2 separate regions of the Ovis aries genome follow, and region 1 is linked to region 2. The links are chromatin contacts, called in public Hi-C maps. All regions are on one chromosome and are shown on one strand. Each heading gives the region's core, a stretch centred on a gene start, on an enhancer-like site or on the middle of the called end of the contact. The rest is flanking DNA. Distances are from core to core; before and after follow the strand shown.

The links. Hi-C and Micro-C count contacts between places; a contact is called where the count stands out from the background.
Region 1: a Hi-C map of muscle shows a contact between it and region 2, with 6 times the contacts expected there. The contact joins the promoter of PECAM1 here to the enhancer-like site in region 2. A contact is called at or near these places in 10 of 16 Hi-C or Micro-C datasets (blood, liver, mesenteric adipose tissue and 4 more).

The regions. Positions count from the first base shown.
Region 1 is chr11:48,348,995-48,353,785 of ARS-UI_Ramb_v3.0, reverse strand. PECAM1 (platelet and endothelial cell adhesion molecule 1) reads left to right here and starts at 2,219. Exons shown (of 17, transcript XM_060395774.1): 1 at 2,219-2,369. MILR1 (mast cell immunoglobulin like receptor 1) reads right to left here. Exons shown (of 9, transcript XM_060395778.1): 3 at 2,248-2,292.
Region 2 is chr11:48,105,910-48,110,734 of ARS-UI_Ramb_v3.0, reverse strand. TEX2 (testis expressed 2) reads left to right here. Exons shown (of 11, transcript XM_060395772.1): 8 at 3,358-3,477. Among named protein-coding and RNA genes, the nearest start is that of ERN1, 28 kb to the right of the region's middle. Within about 2 kb of position 1,959, at least 17 of the 54 cell types and tissues checked have an H3K27ac peak or open chromatin away from gene starts, as enhancers often do. A contact at or near this core is called in muscle, where this site is marked.

The DNA.
Region 1 (4,791 bases), core at 970-3,469, 240 kb before region 2:
AATAATGAGTTGGTTTCCTATTGTAAGAGTGAGATGTTTCTCCTTTATTATCGTTATTTTTGTTTAAGACTCATTGTGAACTCATAGATGTAAACACATTTGATGTGTCTCAACCTATTACACTATTTGCACTTATTTTATTCTTACAGCCTCTCTAAACGGCCTTCTGACTCTTTTTGCCACAATCCTAGTAATCTCTGATAGCTGTGTGTTTGTATTTTACTATTTTAAAATGCCAAGGGAAGAAATAACCCTCATCAGAAAATCTAATGTTAAAATTTAAGATTATAAAAGCATTAAGAGAAATACCCAGAAACGTTTTTATATCATCTGTTGGAAAAGGTCTTCCAAGTAAGAGCCACAAAACAGGAACCATAAAGAAAAGACTGAAAGAAATAACTATTCTAAAACTTTAAACTCCTGCGTGGCAAAATTAAGACAAGTGGAAACCTAGAAGAAAGTACTTAAAACATAAATAAGCATAGGATTCTTTTAATATATGTAAGATAAATGTGTTAGTCGTCAGCCATGTCTGACTCTTTGGGACTCCATGGACTGTAGCCTGCCCAGGCTCCTCTTGTCCATGGGATTCTCCAGGCAAGAATACTGGAGTGGGTTGCCATTTCTTTATCCAGGGGATCTTCCCAACCCAGTGATGGAACCCAGGTCTCCTGCATTGCAGGCAGATTCTTTACCATCTGAGCTACCAGGGAAGCCCTAATATACATAAACCAATAGCAAATTAATAAGGAAAAGACAATCAAAAAATGGTCAAATAATATGAATAGGTAATTCCCAGGAGAAGAAGTAGTGTTTAAAAAAAAAAAAAGAAACAGTGTTCCAGGGATGGCTTGGGTGGAGGAGGGGTTTAGACCCCTCAAAAACGCCAGCAATCTACACTTTGATCTGGACAATTAATATTTTCTCAGTCTTATGTAAGCTCAGATTCAAGATAAGACCTCACCTCTCTTTCCAGCCAGATTGCCATCCCTAAATGTCCTTTATATGGGCATGCTAGGGCTTCCATAGTCAACAAACATGAGAAAGAAGCACAGCTTTATGAGTGATGAGGCAACCGCGGACTCAAACAACATTCAGATATTATTTCTGTACTCATGAGACTGACACAAATTTAAAAAATTGATTGTATCCACTGCCAGAGAGAGGGTGAGAAACTCACACTCAACCCATGTCCGTGATCAGCGTTGGTGAACATGCACCAGTTCAGTGTGTTAGGAGGGCAACTTAGCATCAGCTGTAACAATTCAAACGGACATGGCCTTCGACCCAGCCATTTCACTTCTAGGATTTTATCCTACGTGAACTCTCACACGCTCATGTGTCCACAGAGGATGTTTACGGCAGTATTGTTTCTATAAGGAATAAAATGGAACAACCAATACGGGAATGATGGTTCGATGAATTATGACTAAGTCCTATTGTGAAATGCCATGCAACTGTTGAGAAGAAGGGAGCGAAACCTACAACTTCCTCTTAGAAAGATGTCTGGGACGTGTTAATTTTAAAAAGAACAGGCCACAGAAGAGTTTGTTTGCTTTGATATTGGAGCGAAAAGGACTGTTACTAGTGTTTGCTCCTGGACACAGAGATGGGAGAGGGACTGAGGGGATCTGTTTATAGCAGAACATTCACCATTTACAGTATAATAACAACAACGACCTGGGCTGGCATTTACTGATGGCTCCCCCATGCACTCGGCTCTGTGCTGAGGGACAGGGCTTGTCTCAGTCTTCACAACAGCACTCCCAGGGAGGTGCCTTTATTTCCCCCGCTTCACAGAGGATAGAAATTAAGCTTAAAGTGGTTTTCGTCATGCGCCCAGACTACCAGGTGGAAAAGGGTAGAAACAAGGTTAGGACCACAACAACCTGGCTCTATGATGATAAACTGTCTCCCAGGATATGTTTTTAGTGTCGCCTGAATTATTTTACAACGATAGTGTATTGATTTTCTAATTAAAAAACAACAGAAAAAGAAAGAACCGTTTCATTGTTTTTTTTTAAAAAACAATCTCAACATTTTGTTTCTTAGTTTCAGGAAAGATTCTCTGACTCCCTCCCTAATATCACTTCATTTTAAACAGTACAAAGTGGAAAAACTCTCCTCTTTGGCTGCTCAACAAAAAGCACAGAAAACCCTGCTCGCGACAGCGCATGACTGAAGCTGACGGTCTCACCGTTTCGGTGAAAGTGGCTTTAATACAACAGAGAAGTAAATGAAACTTACCATTTGGTTTTCTCAGTCTTTCACAATCCAGTGCAGCCTTTTGAACTGAAAGAGAGAAAAGGAACACAAGAAAACTATTTTTCCACATGACGTTTTGGTTTGGAGATTCAAGCTTCAAAATGGTAAGTGAGCCTCGGATGTGACAGAAAGAAAAATGCCCCAAAGAACAGCTTGTTTAAATAGCCCCACATTCTCTTGAATGAAATCGGGGAGGAGGGCAAAGGAGTCTTGATGGCCTCCCTGCCTCCCACCAGCGAATCACAGAGAGAACTTCCTCTTTTTCGACGAATTTAAAGAAATTGGAGTTGTGTGGACTAGCCTGATGTGGGATGACTGGTTGGTGTGACCCTGTGCTCCTCTGTGAGCACTTGTAGGCAGAGAGGGATATGGCAGGTTACTTCTAATTCAGGCTGGCAGGGAAGTGGACTGTGAGTAAAAGAAAAAATGTTGCTACTATGGGCTTCCCTGGTGGCTCATCGGTAAAGAACCCACCTGCCAATGCAGGAGACCCGGGTTTGATCTCTGGGTGGGAAAGATCGCCTGGAGAAGGAAATGGCAACCCACTACAGTATTCTTGCCTGGAAAATCCAGGGACAGAGTAGCCTGGCAGGCTATATAGTCCATGGGGGTCACAAAAGGATCGGACATTACTTAGCAACTAAACAACAACACTGTCTTTATGCAAACCTACGTGATCATCTCCTTTTGGATTCAGCCTGGGTCAGAAGGAAGTTAGTGGAAAGTTTGTTTTAGTCTTGGGGAGCAACCTTGACTGTCTAGAGAGAGACACAGAAACGTGGCAGCAGAAATGCCTGACTGTGTTAAACGCTGGCTTCTAGGCCCTGCTCCAGGCTTCCTGGGGATGAAACCTGGGACTCTGGATTTTCTCCAGGGCCCCAGCAGCCTCAGCGTGTCTAGATTACAGCCCCGAAGTGGCTTGTGATTCACTTGCACCCAATCCAGAATTCTCCTGACTCTGCCAAGTGGATGCATGTTCTGTTGTCATCAGCATGAAGTGGAGAGTGGGAAGGGGGTGAGGGGTTCCTGAGTGGTTGGGGCTGTGATTGGCCTGGGCCCCTTGGGTTACTGGTTCTTTTTTTCTTTTCTTATTTGTGTGTGTGTGTTTTTTTGTTTTTTTTTTTTTGGCTAAGCTGCGCAACTTGTGGGATCTTAGTTCCCTGAGCAGAGAACGAACCTGCATCCTCTGCAGTGCACGTGCAGAGTCCTAACCACTGGACCGCCAGGGAATTCCCAGGTTACTGGCTTTTGTTGCCTGAAGGGTTGACCCTGACGGTCTCTTCGTTCTCGTGGATAGGTGCCCTCTCCATGGGGAAGACACACCCCTGCCTGGGTGCAGGTTCTTCCGAAACATCACCCAATCACCAGTATTAACTCGCTCCAGGGGCTCCTTGCTTGGGCTCCCCAGGTTCCCAGCCTGTTGTGGTCAGTCGTGCCTAGCCCCACACCACTGGGGGTCTGAACAGAGCCCAGGGCTTGGCTGCCGTCACCCCCACTTCCTCCCTATCTGCTGCCACTGTCTGGAAGCAAATCATCTTAGTCCTCAGTTTGTAAAAGAAAAATGCAAAGTTAGTCCTCCGTTTGTAAAAGGACTTTATTTCCTTCCAACAGTAAAAGTTACTTCTTAGGCACCCACCCTTCCAACAAAGACAGCACTCAGTGACTTCATATGGCAATATTGGTGGCAATTTCTCTCACTAAAGGAGAGTGTGGAAAAGCACCCCACCAGTTTAATCTCTGGTGGCATAACTCTCAATGCGAGAATTTCTGCTAAGGGGAATCAGAGGTTTTGGTTTTGACGTTTCCCACCAGTGTCTTATCCATCCTGGCCTGAGAACTGTCATGCCCAGAAGGATGGGGGCTCTTTCAGAAAAGCTGACATGTCTGGGGCATTTCTGCATGTGGAACTTTCAGCTCGGGCAGGAAGCCTGCAGACCGCAGCAAAGACAGCAAAGGAAACTGGAGGAAGTTCTTCTTAGGGCTGTTAGTAAACGTTACTGGGAGTACCTTATCGAGGCCCCCCTCAAAGGATCATAGTTTATCAAAGATTACATAACAAATCAGATATAAAGTCTCAAGTGGAAAAAGAAAAAAGTTCATCCATGGACCTGACACGTTGCATAGAGCCCAAATCATGACGAAGCTGCACTATCATGGTCCACCGAAATTCATCATATCAATAAACTTGATAAAAATAAATATAACCCAGGGACTTCCCTGGTGTTCCAATGGTTAAGAATCTGCCTTGCAATGCAGGGGACGAGATTTCCATCTCTGATCTGGGAATTGAGATCCCACATCCTACGGGGCTACTAAGCCGATGCGTTGCAACTTCTGAGCTCGAGTGCCACAGTCAGAGAGGCTGAGTGCTGTAACTAAGACCTGACACAGCCAAATAGATAAGATTGTACTCATTAAAAAAATAAATATAGTCAAACAAACAGTAAAGTTAGGCTTCTCTGTTGTCTAAGAGCTTTATACTGATCATCTCATTTACTCCTTAAGAAACCTCTATGGAGAAGGCAA
Region 2 (4,825 bases), core at 710-3,209:
CTTATCTCGTGGCCGCCAGTCCAAGGCTCACTTCCAGCCGGGGGCTTGTCCCCTGTCGTCCTGCTCTGGCAGGGCCTCTGCTTGGTCTCACTGCTTTTGTCCGACCCCCTTGAAGCACGCAAATGACTGTGCCCTGGGAAGTCCCCAAGGAGATGCTGCTCGGCCCTCTGGAAGTCCTACCTATCGTAGAAAGTCTGTTTCCATCCTCACGTCATCACCCCAAGGCTGGTGGTGAGAAGTCTGTGTGTCTTCACTCTAGTGAAGGCCTGTCCCTTTGAAATGTGGGTTCACTTTGTACTTGAGGACTTTTTCCTTTAGTCTTTTCATTTCCCCGATAGTCTTCTGGTTGTGTACGGTAGTTATGGTAACTTTGGGCCGTAAGACGCTCAAAATGGAATTCAGGTGGTGAGCTGGGTGGTTGGAACTTTAGGAATTGCCTGAAGGGTACCTAAGTGAGTCAGGAAAGGGGAATGTTCTGCACGCTGGCTGTTCTTTAAATGCACATCGGGGCCGGCGGTTTCCTGTAAGGCACAGGACCTGTCCCTGCTCTACCACGGCAGCCTGGGCTGGTGTGCGAGTCCCATGGGGGGCCCCCCGACCTCCATATTAGGCTGCTCAGTGTACCCGAGTCCACTGCCCCGCCCCGAGGCCCTGATGTCCTGGGAACCGCGTCCTTGTCATCCACGCTGTGACTCAGTCTAACTGTGGGTGTACATGCACATGTATCTGTAGCAGTATGGGCCTGATTTCTGTTAAAGAAAACGAACACTCTCAAGAGTGTGGTTCCCTCCAAGCAGTCGCCTCACTGGGCTGTTTAATTATGCACGCTTCACTTGAAGCATTCTTTGGAGCTCCTTTGTAGAGCTGCCTCTAGTGTCTGTGACCTTCTTTTAAGTACTCTGACAGCAAATCAGCCTACTTTTTCTAGATGAATCAGATATTTGAGTAATTGCCAGGCATCACTCAGAGGTGCCAGTGATTATGGGGCTAAGAAATGTTTGGCTCAAGACAGACTATCAGTGATAAAATAATTCACTTTTCCTATGTGTCTGACTTCAAGCACATTTCCAAAAAGATTTTTAGCAGAGGCAGTGAAACTGGAATCAGCCCTTTAAGGTGACTCTTAGAAAGGATATGACTCTCATCTGGAATCCCAAGGTGTGTTTTAAAAAATAGGCTTATCATGTACTAGCACACCTTATATATAAGAATGTGCAGGGTGTCTTTCTCTTAAATTCATCATAAGTCTGAGATCACAAAATGCATATTCAGTTATAAACTTGAATCAGCCAGACATTTAGCCCCACTTTTAATTAGTGTTGGTGCTGCATAATACCGCTCCCCAGGCAGAGAGGAGAGGTACCATTTAGCCGCAATCAGAATTTCATGTCATCTGATCTATTTTAACTGATAAGGCATTGTCTAAATTATTAACTTCAAGCCACAAAATTTGTCCTGTTCTCTGTCCTGCGGAGGGTTAATTCAGGAACCCGAGAGCTCACTGCAGTGCTCAGCCTTTGGCATCTTCTGCCTCAGGTCAGAAGGTTGCCAGATGATAAATACCAGTGGGGACAGGAGAGGCCAGTGGCCTTGAAGGTTTTACTGCGGTCCAAGATACCGAGGCAGCCTTTGGTGCTGTGTAGATTCCTTACCTGGCAGCATGCGGTCTGAACCAGGGGGGCACCATCATGTTCCTAAGAAGTAAGCTAGGTTTCTGAGAAAGGTCATTATTATCTTTGGGGATTTACTTCCCTGACTTTCTTCATCCCAAGTCCCCGTGTAAGCTTTCTTAGGAATCCTACGTTGCCTTTTATATAAAAGAAGAGCTCTGTGAGGGCCGCCCAACCATTGAAAGGGCTGAGATGGTTTTGTGACCAGCAGGGACATTTCCTGGACTGGCCAGGCCTCTGATGGAAGGAGGAAGAGTCAGGTGCTGTCCCCGAGGCTGGGGACAAGAGGCCTTTGTGTCTGCAGAGGGAGTTTCTTCTCAACGCCACACTCAAGCCTGTTGGCTAGAGCACAGGCTCTAATGTTTCAGAACAGGGTTGAGGAGGATCCGGGTGTCCTGCCAGGGAGGTCCTCTTACAGCCAGGCTCCTGTTTCAGGGTGGAGATTTCAGAGCCCTCCTCTCCCATGCTGGGACCTCAGCTGGGCCTTCAAGGCCACACTGGCAGGTGTGCTCTGCCCTTGGGTGCCCTTGGCCCTTGTTGGCCAAAAGATGAGCGCCCATATGGGCTTCTGGTAGCCAAGGACAGCATCTGAGGAAAACCCCAGAGGGTTTTGAATGCAGGAGATGGGACCTAAGCTGGGATGCCTTCCCCTGTCCTGGTGATTTTGTCCTCAAAATTACAAGACCGACCTTCTGCTTAGTGACTATTGATAGCGTAACAATGTTCAGAGATAGTTCTGTCCCTTGTTCATTTTGTCCCCATCAAGTCTCTGAGCCTGAGATGGGCCCTGCCTTCTGTCTCTCTGCCTCTCGGAAGTAAAGCCTCCCTTCAGGGAGGAAGCTGCCTTTTGTGGGGCCAGAGCTCAGCTGGGAGCCCTCCAGTGCCCTCAGTGGGGAACCTTGATCACTTGCCACTCTGGTGATCCAGACCCTCCAGGCCTCTGGAAACTGAGAACCTACCCTGGAAAGATTCATGAGGAACATTGCTCTCTGGTGAAGCTTTTTATTACTTTATTTTTAAAAAGTTATAAACTAGTACTTTTCCTGAAAGGTTCCTGGCTTCCCATGTCAGTTGCCTCCTGGAATCCCTTGAGATTTGTACCTCTGGTTGTTGGCTTTTTCTGTGACCTTCAGGAGCTGGGGCAGGAGAGGGGGTTATGTAGTTTCACAAGGAAGCAGTCTCCAGCCAAAACTCACTTGGAGATGACTAAGCCAGAAAGCACAATTTTTTTGAACTCAGCCAGTGTCAGAGGACTTGCCTGAACAACCCCGTCATCCATGAGGTGGTCACTCACTAACATGAGCTGTCCCGTCACCCATGCAATCTTCATTCGTTCCACTCACCGCCCATTGGCTGCTCTGCACTGTTGACGAGATCACTGCATTTTGTGTGGATGAGATCACTGCATTTTGTGTGGACCGCATCACACTCTGACCGCCTGTCTTTCTGACGCATGCACAGAATCCAACCCTCCCGGCGCAAGCCCTCGGCGGTTCTGCCCGGGACTGGGCGCTGAAGGGTCTCCTAGGGGACCAGGCCCACCCGAGGATTCTGGGTTAGGCCTCCTCTGTCTGGGTGAGGGGGAGCGGGGAGTGCTGCCACCATGGTGGCGGTGGAGCGCGTGCTCTTCCTAAGCAGAGCCTGCGCTGGGCGGGCAGCCTGGTGACTCTGCCCTGATCAGTTGCAGGCCCAGGGCCTTCTGTCTGGCCGACAGCGACGAGGAGTCCTCCAGTGCTGGCTCCTCCGACGAAGACGATGCACCAGAGCCCAGCGCCGGAGACAAACCGCTCCTCCCAGGGGCTGAGGGGTGAGTGGACCCAGCTTCTGGAGTCTCCCGGGGTGGGGGGGTGGTCAGGGCCCCAATTTGGGCGTGAGCTTTGCATCGCCTCTTCCTTCTCTGGTCTTCCTCCCTCCTTTACTTTGAGTGAATGGGTTTTGCATTAATAATTCAAAGCCAGTGGCTTAAAATTCGAGACCCCAAATCAAAAACACCCAAATAGTTTTCCCTTTTTCAGAGTCCAGACCAAAATGGTTTTCTCAGACCTTTGGAGTAAAGACTACCAGAATGGAAAGGATGTTTAACGCAAGGACCATAAATTGCACAGCACCTCCCCCTGGTGTCGGTGGGAAGCATTACGTCCCTTCTTACGGGTCACGTGCCTCCAGTGATCCGTTAATAGTTCCTGCAAAGTTGAGACATTTTAACGATTTCCTTGGTGAATTTTGGAAACGTGCATCACTTAGATGACCTTTTGGATCATGAACTTCATTTGGAGGGTTCCTTTTGCCTGTTACTTGGACTGTGGAATGATCCAAGTGCTTAGGCCGCCTCTCTGTAAGGATCTTTTAATTATTTACAGTGAGCAAAGAAACTGAAATGACAAAGAAACCAAGGGATTCAGAAGCCTTTTTAAGAAAACATCAACCTGTTCCTGTTCACTTTTGAAATCCTACAGAAGATAAAAAGAATCTAGATGTCTGAGGAGTTGGCAGTAGAGTTTGTGTGCACTATTTAACTCCCCACCTGACCTTCATAGTGATGGCTTTTTCCTACACACATACATATACTACTCCTGAACTCCAGATCTGCGGAGGATTTTAAGAAACAAATATCCTCTCTTCTTAGGGCAGTCCTAGGTCCATGTGGCCTGATAGAGGAGCTTACTTTCCTGGCCAGCCAGCCCATCATCTTGATGTAGCTGTTCTCCTTAGATGCTCCTAAAACTCTTTGACAAGTAATTGCTGCTCAGAGTCAGTGTGACACTGTCTTGAAAGGCAGATGTTTTACTGTGTTCTACTGCCCTGTTAATTCAGCCTGATGTCTTATTTGTTGTATAGAGACGATGAGATTTTTTTCTAAGAGGGCACGAGATTTGTATTCAGTATTTGAAGGTTATTAAGGAGAGCAGGTGAGATGCATTCCCTGCCTGCACTTGTGGGAACTTGGCCTGACTCTCCATCATCAAGACTAGGCTCCATCTGATGTCTACACCTTATCTGAACTAGTAGTTCTCACCTAGGGGTTATTTTGTTCCCTTTAGGGAACATTCAGAAAACAAAAATCATGGCATCTGGTCCCATCACTTTATGGGACGTAGATGGGGAAACAGTGGAAACAGTGTCAGACTTTATTTTGAGGGGCTCCAAAATCACTG